Regions from separate parts of the Mus musculus genome. Here region 1 is linked to region 2. The links are chromatin contacts, called in public Hi-C maps. All regions are on one chromosome and are shown on one strand. Each heading gives the region's core, a stretch centred on a gene start, on an enhancer-like site or on the middle of the called end of the contact. The rest is flanking DNA. Distances are from core to core; before and after follow the strand shown.

Region 1 (3,878 bases), core at 647-3,146, 540 kb after region 2:
CCAAAAGCACCCACAGCAAGGAAAAGGACATGTTTAGAGGTGAGGTAACTGGTTTTGGACGCCTCAGTTCAGTGACTGCTACAGGAACATTGACGTGGGCACGTAGGGACCCATCGCAAATGGCCCAATACGAGCAAAAGGTGCATCTGCCTTTCGGTATTCACACTGACTGTGGACAACTCGGTGTTTGTTTGTGTTCCACCAATTTGCACTTATTCAAGTTAGCATCAAACACACTTTTAAAAGTTCAACAAATCAAAAGAGCTAATTGCTTGCCGCTAGCTACGTTTATTTTCAACCTATGTGTCCTAATCACAGAAACACGACGGAGATGTCAAAATTCCAAAGGGTTTATAGGCACTGTGAGTGTCCCGAGAGCTAGGAAATGGCTATAAAAGAACAGAGATTATCTGTGACAACTCCGGGCTTTAAAACAGTGTGGATGAGCTGGGAACCACCTCAGGGAGAAGTAACCTCAGGCCCCGTGTGGCTGGCCGATCAGCTGCCACCTATTATTAATTCATTATAACTTACCACTTTATTTTGCAGATAAAATTGTCATTTATGTCATTCCTAAAACCAAATGACATTATAAAAGACACCCAGTGCTAAGAGAATCAGCTGAAGTATCTCTATATAGGCTAGGTTAAAAAAGGCGAGAGTCTGATTTTTTTTTTTTTTTTTTTTGACAGAAATCTCTTGGAATGCTCTCACGCTGAGGCCAGTTTGTAGACTTGTGCCTCACACTTATTCAACGATATCGAATCACGTGAGCATACTTCTACAGCTAATCAGGAATTTTTTTTCTAATTGAATTATGACCTTTAATCCACCTTCCTCTTGATTATGAATGACGTTGACCTTTACCTAATTTAAAGCAGACACTCTCATGCAAAATTATGCAAACGACACATGTAAATTCTGAATCACACTAAAGATGAGCCTAATGGACCGCTGAGAAATGGTTTCAGAAGTGTTCATCCTGGGGCCCAGTGAGGGCTGGGTGAGTGAGGGAATTCTCCAGCCTGTGGAAAGCTGCAGAGACCTAGTGCTGTTTATATATTTCCAGCTTCTATTTAGAAAACTAGCATGTCAATCAATACACACATCAATTTTGATTATTTTCCTCAGCGTTTTATGGCATTCAGGAAATGATCACCATGTAATGAAGTCAGATGAAATTATTTTTTAGGAGAGTTGGTGCACTGTGCCTGAATATTCAATTCATTTCCATTTCGGATCATCGTAGGCTACATAGAGACCCCGTGAAAGTCAGCTATGGCGCGTGGGGCGAGTTCACTTCCTGATACTGTTTCATCTCATTAAAGAGGAACTTCATGCCCATAGCAGCTGGCAGCCAGCAGTGTTGCTCAGATATATTTAGAAACTACTGTCTCAAGGAAAAAAGTTGAAAGAAGAAAAGAAGCATATTTGCATCCAGAACAAGATGAGCCCTAACTCTTTATTCTCCTTTCTTGCCTTGCCTCTCCCTCTCCGTTGTCTTTAGATCAATAAAGATGATTATGAGTGGACACCGCTTAAGGGGAGAGCAGTTTTGAGCATGCACTTATAGAGCAGACTCCTATAATCCATGCTGCCCTTCTCCGGTCATTCCATTCTACTCCAAGCAGGTATTACAAATGAGATACCACTGTTCATCAAATTATCCTTATTTTTCTTTATGTACAAAAGCATAAAAATGTTGTAAAGCTTGAAACACATGATCCTTAGTCTGTGTCTTATTTCATGCTCATTGGTGCACGCACACGCGCACACACACACACACACACACACACACACACAAACAGAGATTATGTCACAGTAGTAGGTGACTGAGGGCATTTCGCTGTCAGAATTCCTCCAAACAGTTCCTGGCAGAGAAGGATCTGCTTTTGTGACTAACATTGGGTGGCAGTGGTGGTGGCGGCAGATTGCTCTAAGTAAAATAAACAGATTGACCCCGACAGATAATAGCATTTTGCACTGCCAAATACATGTTTATCTTTTGCTATTGGCATAATGGCCCTGACAGTGCTCTTAATGTAATCTTTCTTAGGAAATTAAACAGGTTTTAATGATATGCTTATAATGGATTGGGGACAGAGTTCTAGGGAGAGAAATATCGATACTAGATGTTTGGGGGAGAATACATACATGAAGCAATGTCGAGAGGAATCAATGAACATCAGGAAGAAATCAATGGCAGTCTGTGTTTAAGGAACTCATTAACATAGTGCTCAGAGAGATCGCCAAAAGCCCACAAAGCTATGGGAGTTCTCGACATTCACCGTGCCTCACACACAGAATTCTTAGGAACAAGTCTACATCTGCCTAATTCAGAGTTCTCAGAAGTTGCCAGTCTGCCTTTCGAGCTTGGGTTCTGCAAACTCCCTGTAGTCTGGACAGATGCTGTTTATCAACTGGACTAAAAAAATAATCTGCAACCAGTGCTCTCTCCTGACGTGGCTGGGAACAGGGGTCAGCGTCTCTCCTGGCATGGCTGGGAACAGGGGTCAGCGTCTCTCCTGGCATGGCTGGGAACAGGGGTCAGTGCTCTCCTGGCATGGGTAGGAACAGGGGTCAGCGTCTCTCCTGGCATGGCTGGGAACAGGGGTCAGTGCTCTCCTGACGTGGCTGGGAACAGGGGCCAGTGCTCTCCTGGCATGGGTAGGAACGGGGCCAGTGCTCTCCCCTAGTGTGTCTGGGAACAGGGGCGGGTGTTCTCCCCTGGCGTGGCTGGCAACAAGCAACCACTGCTCTTCTCTGGCATGGCTGTGAACAGGGGCCAGTGCTCTTCTCTGGCCTGACTCGGAACAGGGATGTACATACTAATTTCAGAGCCACAAAGTCCAGAGAAGTGATTCAGCTGGCAGGAGCATTGGCTGCTCTTCCAGAGAACGTAGAGATGATTCTTGGCACCCATATGGCAGCACACAGCCCTCTGTAACTCCAGGTTCAGGGATCCACGGCTCTCTTCTGACCTCTAAGGGCACCAGGTACATGTGTGCACACATGAACTCAAATATATAAAATAAAAATAACTGAATTGAAAGAGCCATAGACATGAACTCAGACCGGTCCAGAGTCATTAGGCCCAATGATGTTAAATTGAGTCCAGAGAAGCCGAGTTAGGGGAAACTGTTAATTTTAATCAAAACGATAACTGTGACATCTAGCACCGGAAGAACCTTTTGCTCTTGGCTTCGGTGGGTGTGTCACACTGAGCTGAGGTCCAGAGAGTTTTAAATCCAAAGGACTTGAGGCTCTTTATTAGTAACAGATTAGAATCAGCCCTTCCTTGCTCCATAAAGCTATTTTCTAAGCTACAAAATGAAACATCGGAATTGTTTTGTCTATGAATGGCATAGAGCAAAGCATGAATATAATTTTTTTACAGAAAAAAAATTGCGTGGGGAGTAATCTCAGCATAGGATTAGGCCGACAGCAGCTGCTTTCATTCCCTGCCATAAAGCAGAGAGGTGGATATCGTGAAAATTTATCGTCCAGATGAGGAAACAGGTCTGGCGAGATGAGATGGCGCCCCATCGGAATTTTAGCATGTCCGATGAAATGGCACCCCTGATGGGATTCTAGCAGGTCCCTGTCGGTAGTCAGCCAGCTGCTTTGTGCTTCCCTTGAAAAATCCATTCCTGTGATTTAAAATGCCTATTTTTCCCCCTCTCTTTTCTTAGTCAAGGATGTGAAACTTTAAACTATGGCCACACACCCCTCTCGTTAATTAGAAAGATGCTCACAGAGTCACCTGCAGTCCTTGCTCCATCCCTGCCTGAATCCACTAAAATCCCAGTAGCCAGGTTGCAATGCTTTTTTTTTTTTCCTCTCACAAGCTAATCAAAAGGATTTCATGATAGTGTTTT
Region 2 (4,276 bases), core at 1,568-4,067:
ATGACTCTCCACATCATGACAGCCATCGGCCGTAAGTTGCCATGGAGGGCGGGCTTCTGCTGTGCTGTGTGCTGTCAGTCTTGGGCGAGAAAAGGGATAGAAAGGAAAACTGTGTGTGATGGTCAAATATTTGGTCAAATGGCTGGGTCCCCATGACCAACATCACACAGTCCCTAAATGAAAGCCACATTATTACGATCACCACGTTCATTCCTAGCTGTACTCGAGATCTATTTTTATTTCAGTGTCCCCCCCCAACCCTCACCAAAAGCATTCCAAATAGCAGAGTGTAATCCAATCCATCTTGCTGACAATTGAAGGGGGGGGGGCGGCTAGTAGGAGGCTTCTGTAAGAAGAAAAAAATAAATCGATACTGCATCTTGGAGCTGGGCGAATGTGGATACTGCCAAAGCCCAGCACTCGGACAGGAATAACTGCTTTGCTCTGCTTCTCCGAACAAATGATTCTTCAGACAGTCTCTTCCCACCCCACCCCCACCTCAGAGCTATAAAATGCCAAGCCATAACTCTCCCGGCTGGAGGCTAGTGATTGGGAGTAAATACCTCCAGGCAACAGGCGCAGAAGCCTCAAATCATCTGCATCTAGGACGAGGCTAACAGGAACAGGTGCTCTGCTATGACAGGAACCGGAAAGGTCACAACTGGAACGCCACCACTGGTTGTCACAACCATAAGCATCTTGGCCAAATGATATGGTGCTTTGTCAACAAAGAGCACGCTTTGTTGGACTTGAAGCGAGTGGGGACAAGCACTTTGCCTTTCTGCCCTTGGCTCTATTCAGACTTGAACACAGTGCTGTGGGAATCGTGTCTATAAAAGGGGCTCTTATTAACCAGAATATAAAAGTTTCAAGGTCTCTCCCTGGTGCTGCTTTTCTTAATAACTCTGAACTAACCCAGAGTCACAGATGCCACTGCTCATGCTGTACTCGGGTCCTAGCAGGAACGGTGACTTTTCATTATCAGGGACCTCTGTGGGACCGGGGCTGTGACTTCAAGCTGTCCTGAGACATTAACTCGGGCCACCATTTATTAAGAGTGCTGGCCTATGAAATCTCTGAATGGCTTCCATTCGCATATGTTAATGAGGTCTCTTCCTGCAATGGAAGAGAGCTAAGAGCAAGGCTCGAAGAGAAATTAGTTCACTAATAGTTCAACAGTTCCATTTACCTCTGCATATTCATGATGTCAATGAAACACAACGTCTCAAATCTCAAGAGCTTAATAAAACTTCCCGTGGCTAACGGCAGGGTGTTAGAAACATAATTTCATGTAAGTTTGTGGGAGCTCGATGCTGCTTCGGTTTCTTGACTACTCTAGTTATTAAAATACCCCCATCAGGGCTGATGAGATAGCTCACTGGTAAAGGTGCTCCTCTGAAACCCTGAGTTCAAAGGCTGGGACCAACGTGGCAGACAACTGACTCACGAAAAATTATTCTCTGACGTCTGAGACACACCATAGCATATCTGCACATTCACACACACACACGCACACGCACACGCACATGCACACACGCACGCGCGTGCATAAAGAGGAACCTCTAAAGCATCAGGGTTTCTGTGTCCACTGATACACAATCTCTTTGAGGTGTCTATGCACTGAGAATCCCAAACCATGACACATAACACTATAAACAGCATTCACCTTTGGCCTTATTGTCAACACTAACAATAAAGATAAAAAGTGTACAACTCCCATGGGCTAGCGTAAACATACTGGTATAAAAAAAAAAAATGGAAGTCTTTATGTGTAGGGTCTTTACATGAACCCCAAACACAAAGAGGGTGTTCAAGAAAAAAAAAAAGCAATTGTTCAATTTAAGGTCATGAGATTACACAGCTCAACCCAGAAGCCTGGCCCGCTTTAGTTTCTTCAGCCTTGTTACGTTTATTTAATTCCGTGTCTGGATGTGGGTGTAGGCCAGAAGACAACCTGTGGGAGTTATTCCTCTTCTTCTCCCATGGGGATCCCAGGGATGGGACTCACATCCCAACTTACCAACGGATTCATCTTGCCAGGCCCTGCCTTTACTTCTGGTGTCATTTGGGTTTAGAATCGAGCTGTTTATTCTAGATAAATAAAAAAACTCAACTGGATGTTTAAAAACCACAAAGCATTAAAAAAAAACTTTATTACTTTTAAATCTTAACAGTAACTTAAGTAAAATCAATTTAAATCCAAAAATGCTATAATTATCTTTGGAAATATATTTTTTTTAATTTTTGAAAACTCTATAATTATGTAAAGTTAAGTATCACTAATCTTGGTCACCTTCTGGACGCGCCAAGGTAAAATGTTAAGACTCCGACCAGCTGATAGGTCAATATTAGCACTTCCGAGGTCCTCTCAGAATGCTGAGAAAATAACTCATTATTAGTCCTTTAAAAACCCTGGGATTAAATTACTTATTAGAAAGAAATTGATCCCACTCTTGTAAAAACTTCTAAATTACCCACCACTGGGTAATAATTCACAAGTGTCATTAAAACACTGCAGTTTAAGTTATAAAATATGACAGGTTTAATCCTGAACTTTAAAGGAAAACCTCCCAGCAAGGATGTCTACAAAAATAACATTAGGCCTCAGGAAAAGCTGTTTCTTTTTGTTTTGTTTTGTTTTGTTTTGTTTTGTAAAGAGTCTTAGCATGCAACCACAACCTCTCCAAAGCTCAGAAACACAGGCTTCCAGATTTCCAATCTGCTTCAGAAACATTTCCAATGGACTGCACAGCAAGGCGCAGTTACCTTTGGACTATGAAGTTGCCTGGGGACTGCAGCTTATTTGATAGAACACTTACTTCCCTAGCATGCAGGAAGCCGTGAGTCCACACCACGGGACCTCATAACTTAGGTGCTATGGTGCATACCTGTACCCCAGCAATAAAGGAGGCAGGCGAAACAGAAGTTCATGGCCATGCTCACCTGTACATTCAGCTTGATGTCAGCCTAGGCTACATGCAACCCTGACTCAAAAGAAAAGGAAAAAGAACTCAACCAAAACCCAGCTCAAGGCTTCCCTGACAATGGGAGAGTCTGACCTCAGGCTTGCATACTTACACTGTGTCTTACTGCTCAGGACTACAGCGGAGTTAACATGAGTGTGGACCTGCGTCTGGGTAGTGTCTCCTTGGGAAGAGGGTCTTCATCTAACTCACCCTCTGAAGCCACGCCTACTGAAGGGTGGGGAGCTGGAGATCAAAGCCACTCCACCTTTCAGGTCATGAATTACAGGACAATAGATAGAAAGCAACGACCCACTTGTTTCTCTTCAAGGAAATAAAATATTCTTTACAACACTTCTGTTCCCAGTCAGCTACAAGCTAATAAGGAGTTAGCATCAGGAACGAAATCTTTCTAGGTCACTCACTTTGTGTGACTAAATGAAAGCTCTCCAGAGCATCTCTATAATTCATGCATTGTCAACAAAGAAACTAGAAAATAATCACAGAATAAATAAAGAAAAACGATTTCTTATCTCAGGGAGGGGACTGCCACCTCTCACTGAAGAACACAATCGATTTTTACAATTCCCCTTTACACCCATTTGTTATCAGAATCCCATTAATTCTGCGGCCTAGACTTGGAGAACTATGTCCTTCAAAGCAGTGACGTCAGAAGGAAGAACACAGACTGAAACTGACTTCTGCATCTAGTCAGGCACACCCAGCCGAGCAGACTAAGCAGGGCTCCATCCTGTCCTGGGACTTCATCTACACAGAGGGCAGGTCTCCCAGATCAAAGAGAGTACACATCTGAAGGGTTACTTCACCTCCTGCTGTATTCACATAGAAACAATACTTTTACCAAAATTCCAGGGGGTGGGGGGGGGGGGTGGGGAACAAAGGCAGAAAGCTACTAATCGCGACCTCATTTTTTAAAAGGTGAATGTAAAAGGGTCCCCACCAGAGACAACAGTGGATTTCCAATGTAGGACTTTCACATCAATGAAGTTTTATTAGGCAGTAATAAACTCTCCAGGTGTGAAGCAGTCCCACCTAGCTCAGGGAAGGCAGCTCCAGGAAGCCAATTAATGCAGACTCCAGAGTCTGTGCTAACAACTCTGAAACTACATCGAAGCCACCCACACATTTCTCTGTGTCCTGGGCGAGGAACCCTAGGGTGACTGCAGGCAACCTCTGCTGACTCATACAAGGGGCCTAAAGGGGGACAGCTCAGGAGGCTCCTTCTAAGGAAAGGAATCCCCACGGAACCCCGCAGAGCCCTGCCTTTCCAGTTAGCCATGCCAACCGTTTGC

Evidence for each region. Hi-C and Micro-C count contacts between places; a contact is called where the count stands out from the background.
Region 1: a contact with region 2 is called in a Hi-C map of liver, with 2.0 times the contacts expected there. The contact joins two enhancer-like sites. A contact is called at or near these places in 1 of 15 datasets of contacts at CTCF or cohesin (the NIH/3T3 cell line) and 1 of 484 Hi-C or Micro-C datasets (liver).

The regions. Positions count from the first base shown.
Region 1 is chr3:149,435,250-149,439,127 of GRCm38.p6, forward strand. All of the region lies in intron 1 of Gm30382 (a long non-coding RNA gene), which reads right to left. A630039O03Rik (a long non-coding RNA gene) reads left to right here. Exons shown (of 6, transcript XR_376220.3): 1 at 1-3,878. Among named protein-coding and RNA genes, the nearest start is that of A630039O03Rik, 7.9 kb to the left of the region's middle. Within about 2 kb of position 1,897, at least 47 of the 459 cell types and tissues checked have an H3K27ac peak or open chromatin away from gene starts, as enhancers often do. A contact at or near this core is called in liver, where this site is marked.
Region 2 is chr3:148,895,929-148,900,204 of GRCm38.p6, forward strand. All of the region lies in intron 1 of Adgrl2 (adhesion G protein-coupled receptor L2), which reads right to left. Among named protein-coding and RNA genes, the nearest start is that of Adgrl2, 57 kb to the right of the region's middle. Within about 2 kb of position 2,818, at least 31 of the 459 cell types and tissues checked have an H3K27ac peak or open chromatin away from gene starts, as enhancers often do. A contact at or near this core is called in liver, where this site is marked.